3 separate regions of the Mus musculus genome follow, and regions 2 and 3 are each linked to region 1. The links are chromatin contacts, called in public Micro-C and promoter capture Hi-C maps. All regions are on one chromosome and are shown on one strand. Each heading gives the region's core, a stretch centred on a gene start, on an enhancer-like site or on the middle of the called end of the contact. The rest is flanking DNA. Distances are from core to core; before and after follow the strand shown.

Region 1 (3,383 bases), core at 517-3,016:
GATGGACTATTAATAATCATGGCAAGTATCTGAGGCTGGAGGTACAACCAAGATTTCCACCATGCTAGACCCAGAGAAGGTTAGTTACTATATCTCTATAAAGGAGGAAAATAGGGCAACATGAAAGCAGAGAAAAATGAGTGTTCCGAGAGAGACCCCTGGATTTTGTGTGTACTTTTTGATGACTACTGACTGGACTGATGAATTGACTCTGGCACAGTGTAATCTGACGATGGAACTCATCTGAATGCCATTACAGATTAGGGAAAACAATCATGAGTTTGTGCAATTAATCCAAGTCTCTGGCTGAAAGACAAGTACCAAAGACCAGAATCTCACCAATGTACACTGAACTAATACCTAACATCTGAACTTTGTCTGAAAATAGGTCCAAAGTCCTTTCAAGGTTAAATAGATCTTTGCATAGAGTTTGCTTTCCAACAGCCAAAAATTGTGCTGCAAAGTTGCGGAGAAAGAGAGGACCATGCCCACCAGATCCAATAGTGCCTCCTGCTGGAAATGATCAGAACTTCCCATTAGGTCAAACGACCTCAGCTTCTACAAACAGGCTTCATGCTGCTTAAAAGGTTCCCCTTCATATTTAGCGTCACCACACCAGACGTTTGCATAATTCATACTGAACTGCATTTGTGCATTACTTATGTTTTCTTCAAACCGCCCTGAATTACTTAATGTCCAGCTCATTGCCAACTTTCCCAATCCTTCCTGGGGTTTGTACAAGCTGTTCTCTTTGCCAAGCAAACACCTGCCCTTGGTTAAACTCTTCTTTCAGAGTTAAGATGAAAGTTGACTTCTAAGAAGTCTTGCTTAATGATAAAAATTAGACTTATCAGCTACTGTTCTAAGTTCTTTCAAATCATTAAGGTTAACTGCTGGAAATGGGGACGATTATATGTTACATGAGAGTAGAAATTGAGGCAGAAAGGAAATTTGTAAAAGTGTTAGAAAAATGAGCCAGGAAGTTTGTGGTAAAGAAAGGAAACGTTAATGCCTGACTGGAGAACAAGGTAGTTAAGAAAGATGATGGAGAGGGTGCAGAGATGGCTCAGTGCTTAAGAGCATATAACTGCTCTTCCAGAGGCCCCAGGTTCGATTCCTCTACCCAAATGGCAGCTCACAAAGGTCTGTACCTGCAGTTATGTGGGATCTGATGCCCTCTTCTGGCCTCCGCAAGCACATGGTGCAGACAATTAGGAAATACAGTAGAAGGCTGCTCTTTGGGGCATGATCTGCTCAAGTCTCTGTAAATGCTTGCTTTAGTTCTTTTGTACTAACATAAGGGGCACTCTTGGACTGTGAATCCTAGGATCATATAGCTCAAGTGAATGGTCACTGGAGCCCAAGCAGTCTTGAGGTGCAGCCACGTCCGGCTCGATCAGTTTCCAAGTATGACAATTTGCCTCCAAAATAGTCGCGTAAAGGATAGTGTGCATCGAGACACGGGAGAGCTCAAGGCCTGCCTTCCATCATCCCAAGATCGAATGCTGTGAACATCTCCATACTGGTTCCTCCGGTTGTTGCCTTAGGGAGAGGAACGTAAGCCTTCCCCCATTGCTTCAGTGGAAAAAATCTCTCCTCACAGACTCGGCGCCCAGAGGGCTGACCACAGCCCGCCAGGTTCATACCCGGAAGCTTCGCACCCCCAAATTGAGCGCGCGCAGAGGCGGCAAGGGTGGCGGGAAGCGCCTCCGCCCCGTCCCGTCCACTAGTCCGTGTCGGGGGCGTGGCGATAACAAGCCCCGCCCACACCAAGCTGGCCCTCTCGGCAACCGGCACAACACAACAAAATGGCTGCTGTGCTGTCGGTCTCCTGAGGGGAAGTATCCCGGCGTCTCCGCCTCGCCCCTCCCGCTAGGCCGTTCCTTCCCGTGCTGAGGCGGTGAGTGTACTTCGGCGTCCGGACCGAGCCTGGGTGGCGGGCGGCAAAGGCCGGAAAGCCCTGGTCCAGCGTGAGGTGTGCCGGCTCCGGACGCATTCGGGGCGGGGGAGTGTGCTTGGAAAGGGGATTGGACGGGAAGGAGGAGGGCCGGGGCCGGCGTGGGCAGGGGAGGGAGGGCAGGGGAGGAGAGGCGTGCACAGCCTAGGTCGGGGCGCTGCTGAGTCGCAAAGTTGGGGTGCGGCGCTTAGAAGGATGAGGTTCCCGCAGAGAGGGAAGAGTGCCGGGGTGTGTCACCGTCTGCGGGATAACTGCGATGGAGATGGGCTGGCGGTCCTGAGGGCTCTGCTGTTTAACCTCAGTTCTGTGACTCTGAGCTTGTTCCTTTTTTCCTTTTTGAAGCATGTGTGGATGATGGGGGTGGGGGGACGGACACGGGACACATATCGTGATGCGCATATGGAGGGCAAAGGACAACTTTGTGGAGTCGGGTTTTCTCCACTTTTCCGTGGGCTACAGATACAGAACTTAGAACGTCAAATTAGCACAGAAAATGCCCTTACCCACCGAGCCATCTCACTGGGGCTCTGGGCATGTCCCTTAACCACTTCCTAGATGTCTTAGTTAAGGTTTCCATTGCTGTGGTAAGACATTGTGACAGAAAGCAACTCCGGGAGGAAAGGGTTTATTTGGCTCCCATGTCTCTGGTTGCAGTGCATTCTATATCACTAGACAATTCAATTATTTTGTATCCTACATCATAGTCTTCTCTTAAAAAATCTGAAATTATAAACCATCTAGAATTATTCTTATCAAATCCTCATTAAATTATTATGAGGTCCTATGTTACTTCCCCTGATTAGTAAATTATTACTTCTAAGTAATGATTCCTATAGAATTAGGGAAGTATTCAGTGGGTTCCAGAAACCTGGATCACTGAAAGATTAAGTGATGGTTCCACACCCCTGCTTCCCTCCCTGAGTTGCCATAGCTCCTGTGAAGTCTGCATGTAGAAACACACACTATCTCATAGGCTGACCCTCTCAGTGAATCAGGGTTCTGAGAATGGACAGCACTTATGGACAGAAATAGAATCTGCAAGGACAGCTTCGTTGGTTGCAGATGAGCATTTGTCTTATTTGAAGATGGTCTGATACCACACTCAGCTAGTTTTTTCAAAAGTATATTGTTAAACTGGGCTTTCAGTTTCGTTTTGTACATGAAGGTAGTATTTGGCTATAGGGAAACTCAAGGCCAAAGGAAAGCAGCCTCAGGCCAAATTCAACTTATATAAAGATTTGTATGCAACATTCTATTACAATATCCTTTTCTGATACCAACTTGTCATTGGATTGAAAACTACTTAATATACTATCTCACTAAATATTTTTTTTCCTAAAAATTAGCTGTACGTTTGAGAACTGAGGGTCTACATTAGGTTGCCCAAGGTGATGTTTAAAGGGAACAAAAAGGAATTGTGGAGGAG
Region 2 (3,383 bases), core at 410-2,909, 220 kb before region 1:
CAACTACTTTTAACAAGCTCCCCAGGGATTTCTGTCCATGCTAACACCCGAAGCACGATCTAACCACGGTCTCAGTGTTGGCCATGAGTTAGATCATTTGGAGTTATCTTTCAAATGTCCTATATAAGCCCTGCCTCATGGATTCTGATTTTGTTTGTCTGGTGTAGGAATCAAGTACATTATTCCTTAGTAGCATGCTAAGTTGACTGTAATATGCAGCTTGGGCTACAAATCCTTGCTCTGCATGAGAAAATTCACTGCCTTCACACCTTAGAGGACTATGATTTTGTGGCCATAAGGCTGTAGCTGAGTGTCAATTCTAACCACAGAGAAGGGCCTTTTGTTACCACCTCAGTAGAGGTGAAGGGATGAGGCAGCTTGGGTGACTCAAAACCTGTGAGGGACAGCTCCCAGGTTGTCATCTGTATGAGAATACATGAAGTATACCTGAGAAGTGTTTCAACAGTTCATCTTACTGCTAAGACATTCAGATTCTTTAAATTCCATGTCTGTTTATTAAAAAAAAAAAAAAAAAGATTCCGGCCTTGGTGTCCATGAAATAAGTTCATCGAATTGATAGTCTCAGGTTCTTAATAAAACAGCCCTACTTGCTGTGAATGCCACACTACTTATAAACAGACTACAGTTAATTAAACATGTTATTGCATGAGAACATTCCAGTGGCTCTAAGTTGATCAGAAAGCAAATAATTATTACCCTCAGCTGATACACGAGAGACAATGTGAAAAGAACAGGCATTGTGTGCTGCGTGCCTGGTGAACAGAGCAGAGAGGCAGGGGCCTGAGCCAGGCTTGTCAGTTAGGGCCCCGTGGGAAGCTCAGGGATTGTTTGGCCTTGAGGCTCAAGAGAGGGGATTCTGGCTGATCAGTAGGAACAGGGAGGGATTTCTAGGTAGGAAGGAATATGGAGGCTTTGGAGAAGGGGCAGGAAGATGTAGCAATGTGTGTGGATGACGATGGAAAGAGTAGTGAATATGAGTGTGTGCAGTCTTGATCACTAGCTAGGTGCTTTGGACACCCTGTCTTAGCTAGTCCTCAGCGAGCCACTCAAAAGGTTTGTTTTTATCCTCTTTTGTAGGGATGTTCTGAGAAATTAAAAGACATAGCCAGTAGTTTCCAGATCTAGTAAGGGCAGGCATAGAATTTGAACCCATTTCTCTAGGACTCTAAAGGCACCTGACCCAACCCAGTACCTGTTGAATGGGAAATAGGCTCGGGCAGGCTGGGCCATGACATTGGACATCGGCTGATTGTTCGGGGCCTCTAGAGAGCCTATGGGTTGGGTTTTATCATGTAGGTTGATCCTACCAGTCACTCACTATGGTTCTGCTTTCTTTCCAAAGGTTGGCGCATCCTTTTGAAATCCCAGAGGTCTTCAGTATTCCCATGGACCAAGGAGATGCTCGCTTTTTACGATGGCTTGAGGAGGGAATGAAGGAGAACTAAGGAGAGAGAACCTTATTGTGCAGGCTTCTGCCTCTAGCCTTTGTTGACTGTGTTCTGGGAAAAAGCAGGCCTCCTTCTGCCTCCCATTGAATGTTCCTAACAGCAGACAGGTTCTAGCTGACCTGTGCATGCTGAATGAAGGGCTGAGAATGTCAAGGCTGGAAGTGAAAGCCAATCAGGCCTCCAAGAACCAAGTGGAACCGGTTTCGTGTGTTTGCAGGTGGCCTGAGGGTACGTGGGTAAGGATGAGAGACTGAGGGGAGGCAGCAGTGACGGTGAGGTTTCTCGTCTTCAGGCTCTGGGCTGACCATAAAGTACCTAGGGTATGATTGTTCCTCTGTTTCTTGTGGGGATAGGTGACCTTGATCATCTAGGGGTGTGTGGGAGAGCTACTTTCTAAAACAATTGATATGGGCTCTATTCAAAACAATGAACAGTCCTGGTACGATTAGAGGTCAACAGAATTGATTCTTGCTTTTGAATCTTACAGAGGTGAAGCTAGAAAAGGGGTGCCCGAGCCTAAACAGACTAGGGGGATATTAGGGCTTCAACACAGACTCATGGGTTGGGACTAAATCTTGATTTTTTTTTTTTACTGGATTTAATATACTAGACACAAATATCCTGGAGATGTAGGTTCTGAGCCCTGGGAACCTGCTGGCCAGTGTGGTTTGTTTGTTTGTTTGTTTGTTTGTTTGTTTGTTTTGGATTTGCTAGACAGAGCTTCTGAGGTTGACAGAGGAACCCCTGAACTTCTCAAGGAATGTGACCATCATCCACGCTCCAAGTGAAACTGTCAGAAGTTTGTAAATCACTGTTGTGATTCTCTCCATTTTATGCATTATCACAAAGCAGTGCATTTCATGGAATTTCAGAAGGGGGCCATATTGAATCACAGACTATCCAAGGTTTTTCATACCATGCTGAGGTGTAAGCTACACCAGTATCTTCTACGCTGGTCCCAGGCATCTCTGAAGAGAAGAGGGAAGGATGGGGGATGCTGAGCCCAAAGCTGTGAAAATGCAGAGGTGAAACAAACCCCATTCCTGAATCTCACAAGCTAACTCCAGTGGGCAGCCCACGGGTGGTTAGAGTTGGGATACAGACGGCTATAGTGTCCTGGTCTCTTCAATGGCAGTGGGAGGGGTGGGTTCACATAAGACAAATAGAACCACATTCTAGTTCTAATTGCTGTGTGTCTCCCACCTTGATGTCCCCAAATACCAGATGGTCCAAGGGCATACCTCTGAAAACCTGATCAGCACTGTAGCTTGAGGCCCTTCCAAAGGACTAGAGAATTCCACTGGTGGCTGAGGAGTGGAGATTTCTGGTCTTAAAATACCAGTTTCTGAAGTATACACAAGTCTTGAAAACCCTACTTAAAATGACCCCAGATGGACCATGTTGCTTTTTGGAGAAAGTCCAGTTTATAGGTCTTCCTTTCAGAACGCTGTCCTTTCCATTCCCACCTCAAGTGTCCCCTGTGTGGCAGATGGGTGACCCTACCCTGCACTGTCCCTGTGCTCATGAAGTCCCCTCTACCTTTGAAAAGCCTCTCTCCTGGGTCGGAGGTCAGAGGCCTGTCTGAATCTTGTTGATCTCTTGCCCAAGGCTTAAGAATTACTTCCCAAGTTGACATTTCAGTTTCAAGGATTTAAATAAACAAAGCTTTCTCTACACCATGAATTTACTTTTAAGTTGTAATAGGCATAATGTCTATTTTTTTTAAAAAAAATCTAAGAGACTATTATACCTGTGGTTTTAATTGATTTGTATTCTGTGGTATGTATGTCATCAACATAACCTTTCTTGAGCTGTTTAGGAAGCTTCTTATCCTTTTTTTTTCTTTTCTTTTCTTTTTTTTTTTTTTTTTTTTTGGTTTTTCGAGACAGGGTTTCTCTGTATAGCCCTGGCTGT
Region 3 (3,383 bases), core at 305-2,804, 160 kb before region 1:
CTTCTGCCCTGTGGTTCTAGTTTTGAGTCTGAACAGAGAGATGGGGGCATTTTTCCAGTTATGCCCTGACCTCGAGAGAATGTCCTGGTAGGAGTGCCCCTCCACTTAGGCCCCATAGCCTTGGCTCAATGTCCAAGCCTCAGGCCTGGCTCTTTTCATCCTGATCTAGGCTGGTCTCAACATTCAGAAGCTGCTGGCATGCTGGCCTCCTGGTGTCGTGTAGTCTGTGTGAAAAGAGCACTTCTGTCTTCTCCTCCACTCTGTCTCTGTACGCACACGTTTCTCCAGCCTCACATCAGCCATAACCAGCATGCTGTGGCGCTGAAGTCATGCCAGCCTTGGCTCCTCCTTGTCGTGGGCTGTGGGCTCCAAGGGCAGGCAGGGCCTGGCTGTCTAGCTAAGTCCCCCAGTCTAAGCTGGTTCTGTCAGGAGACACCCCCTCCCCCCATCCCTAAGCACTAGTGTCCACAATGCATTTGAGGAACATTGTGTCATCTTTGACGTAGGCGTGCTTGGGTGACTGCAGCTTGCTGAGGGGGAAGAAGAGCGGGCAGCCGCTGGCCACGTTGGTCTCACTCTGTGGCCGCTGGAAGGAGGCTGAGCTCAGGTCAGGCCGGAAGGCATCAATAGCATGCTCTCGGTTGTTCTGGTCAAGTAGCATAAAGGTGACCTGTAGGGTAGAGGCAGGTAGATGGTCAGGCTTCAGAGGACGGCACTCTCCCTCATGGAAGGCCAGTGTTTGGGGTCAGAGGGGCTGCATGCACACTGCTTGGGCTGTGCCTCTGACCCTTAGTTTACACGGAGTGGAGGCGGCAGTGTCAGGACTTCACATCTGTGCGTGGGAGTGGGAGGAACATCTGGTACTGTGGCAGCTTCAGGCTTTACCCTTCACTGGCCCACACAGCAGGAAGGCAGTGGAAATTCTGTGTGTGTGTGCATGTGTGTATACGTGTGTGTGTGTGTGTGTGTGTGTGTGTGTGTGTGTATAAACAGAGGTCACCATTTAGGTGTCTTCCTTAATTGCTTTCCTTATTTATTTAGATTTGGAGATAACTGGTTAATTAATGTATGCTGACTGTCTAGCAAGCTCCACAGGTCCTCATGTCCCCTCCTTCTCAGTTCTGGGATGGCAGGTGCCTGTACTTGATTTTTTTTTTTTTTTTTTTTTTTGGAGACAGGGTTTCTCTGTATAGCCCTGGCTGTCCTGGAACTCACTTTGTAGACCAGGCTGGCCTCGAACTCAGAAATCTGCCTGCCTCTGCCTCCCGAATGCTGGGATTAAAGGCGTGCACCACCACGCCCGGCTCTGTACTTGATTTTTGATGTGGATTCTGGGGAACTGGACTCATCATTTGAGCCCTCTCCCTAGGCCAACAGCAGTGGGGATTCTGATGTCATAGTTACATTGGCAGCTGAGACTAAGATGTACTGACAAGAAGGCTGGACACAGGCACCTAGCCTTGGCTTCTGACTCAGAAACTCGAGCTGGGACCTCCCTCCACTCTGCAGAGAAACCTACTTCCGCTGGGGGCGGGGCTTCTGTCAAGTCTTGGGACTTCCGCAGAGCTGAGCGTCTTTACCCAGAGCAGACCACTTAACCTCCCTGAGAAGTGGATCACCTAAGCACGACGCAAACTCTGCCCTGGCACAAGCCCTTGAATATACCCCAGGAAACACTGCTTCTCACTATCCACTGAGGCTGTTTTTAAACTTGCTGGCACCGGAATTCCTGGGGAGGGCTTTAGATAGGCTAGCGCTTGTTTAATCTCTCCTCGGGATGCCCTGTTCCAGAAACAGCAGCTCCTGCTCAGAGGGTTGGGGGAGTCCTGGCTGCGGGATTTGCATTCGGCTTCATTTTATAGAAGGAAATGGATTAAAGTAACTAAAGGAGGCTTGCCCAGGTCTTCAAGTCCATGGCTAAAGTCAGCAGGGCCCACGTTACCATGCCGTCCCCTCAAACCATCTTCTCCCCATACCTTGTTCCTGAAAGGCCAGGGCAGGAGAGCATCGTATTCTCCTCTCATGATCACGATGAAGAGGGACAGGTGGGTCTTCTTGCCTGAGCCATCCCCGTTCAGGTACAAGCGCAGGCACAACTTGTAACCATACTTGGCAGTGTAGAAAGCTGCAAGGTGAAGCCAGTGTCAGTACAGGGCAGCAGGGCGGCACTGGGCAGTGAGGATGAGGGGGTGGGGTTCAGCAGGAACCCTGAGGATATCGGGGTTTGGGGCCCAGCCCTCTTCTCTAGGAAAGTGCTGAGGTAGGTCATGCTCTAATTGCCTAGCCCTGGGGCTGGCACCTGCCCTTCTGATCACAGGGAAGGCCCCATATTTGACAGTGCTGACTCAGCAGTGGGGGTGAGCTAGCATTTGTGGTTTTAATTCTTCCATGGGGTGCCTTGAGGCTTGCCTCCCAGTTACACTTGGGAGCTACCATTTTAACGAACCATCAAATAGCTAGAGACTGAGGAAGTGGCTGGGTATTGTTTTATGACCCAGAACAGAATTCGGGTTAAGGCCCAGGCCTACCAAATCTTGGCATTGAGTCTTCTCTGTTACCCAAAGGTTGGGCCCTCCCTGGAGGCTGGTATGAGAAGGGTACTTTTTGGTTTTGCTAAAAATCCTTAGGAATGGCTCCAAGAGGCAAGACATCGCCAGTGACCAAGCCTGGGGTCCTATGGAGCTCTTTCCCTGATGGCACATTCTTGGGAAGGGCTCTGCACAGCTCTAAGCAGCCCCTGCTGGGGACCCCACCTCTTTGGCTTCAGTTTATTTTTATGTAAAATGAGGCTGGGAGGACAAGCACTTGGCAAGGCTCTCAAAGGTCACATTCAGGGATGGCAAGGTCCTACCAAGTCACTACTCTGTAAAATCATTGTTTTGAGCAAGGGACCCAGAAACAAAGAGCCACCCATTTACCGTTGCCATGGTTTGCCCATCGTGCACACAGCTCCCCAGTGCCTGACTCGCTCCTCTGCCTCCTACTGAAGATTGCTTCCTGGAGAGTTCCTCATTTGCTCCACTCTCACCATTGAACGTAGGCTCCCAAGGCCCCTTCTCATCCCACAGCCTCAAGAAGAACCTGACTTTTGTTCCTCTTTACAGAGTGCAGGTGACATTCAGGAGGAGAGAGCCATGGGTCAGAGCACGGTGTCTGTCTCCCTCTAATCACTGTCAGGGACCCCAGCTGACCTAGCATGGCTGTTTTCACTCCATGCCTTCCCTCTCCTACCAGTCTCTGTGGCCGCGAGGAGGAGTCACCTGGAGAGAAGAGGCTGACAGTCCGGCCACACACTGACTCGTGGCACCGCTTGGTGACATTGGTGATCTTCCACAGGAAAGTACCATCAAAGGATGCCTCCTCCATGAGTCGCAGACTGTGCT

The links. Promoter capture Hi-C pulls out the DNA fragments that hold promoters and counts their contacts. A called contact is a pair of places that touch in the nucleus more often than the background predicts.
Region 2: a promoter capture Hi-C map of the C10 cell line shows a contact between it and region 1, with 3 times the contacts expected there. The contact joins the enhancer-like site here to the promoter of Cntrl in region 1. A contact is called at or near these places in 11 of 39 promoter capture datasets (the C10 cell line, the HPC-7 cell line, HPC-7-derived erythroid cells and 6 more), 2 of 15 datasets of contacts at CTCF or cohesin (CD8 T cells and pro-B cells), 27 of 484 Hi-C or Micro-C datasets (B cells, CD4 T cells, CD8 T cells and 18 more), 25 of 115 datasets of contacts at active chromatin or transcription factors (the 230-238 cell line, CD8 T cells, Th17 cells and 14 more) and 4 of 9 other capture datasets (adipose tissue, embryonic stem cells, liver and 1 more).
Region 3: a Micro-C map of embryonic stem cells shows a contact between it and region 1, with 3 times the contacts expected there. The contact joins the enhancer-like site here to the promoter of Cntrl in region 1. A contact is called at or near these places in 1 of 15 datasets of contacts at CTCF or cohesin (CD8 T cells), 4 of 484 Hi-C or Micro-C datasets (B cells, CD8 T cells, Th1 cells and 1 more), 5 of 115 datasets of contacts at active chromatin or transcription factors (CD8 T cells, bone marrow-derived dendritic cells, effector CD8 T cells and 1 more) and 3 of 9 other capture datasets (adipose tissue, liver and pancreatic islet).

Annotation. Positions count from the first base shown.
Region 1 is chr2:35,107,730-35,111,112 of GRCm38.p6, forward strand. Cntrl (centriolin) reads left to right here and starts at 1,767. Exons shown (of 44, transcript NM_001379274.1): 1 at 1,767-1,900.
Region 2 is chr2:34,888,917-34,892,299 of GRCm38.p6, forward strand. Cutal (cutA divalent cation tolerance homolog-like) reads left to right here. Exons shown (of 6, transcript NM_030021.3): 6 at 1,364-3,217. The coding sequence ends at 1,466. Among named protein-coding and RNA genes, the nearest start is that of Cutal, 16 kb to the left of the region's middle. Within about 2 kb of position 1,660, at least 5 of the 459 cell types and tissues checked have an H3K27ac peak or open chromatin away from gene starts, as enhancers often do.
Region 3 is chr2:34,943,422-34,946,804 of GRCm38.p6, forward strand. Traf1 (TNF receptor-associated factor 1) reads right to left here. Exons shown (of 10, transcript NM_001326601.1): 8 at 3,261-3,383; 9 at 1,977-2,125; 10 at 1-670. The coding sequence ends at 452. Among named protein-coding and RNA genes, the nearest start is that of Gm52552, 6.2 kb to the right of the region's middle. Within about 2 kb of position 1,555, at least 98 of the 459 cell types and tissues checked have an H3K27ac peak or open chromatin away from gene starts, as enhancers often do. A contact at or near this core is called in B cells, CD8 T cells, Th1 cells and 3 more, where this site is marked.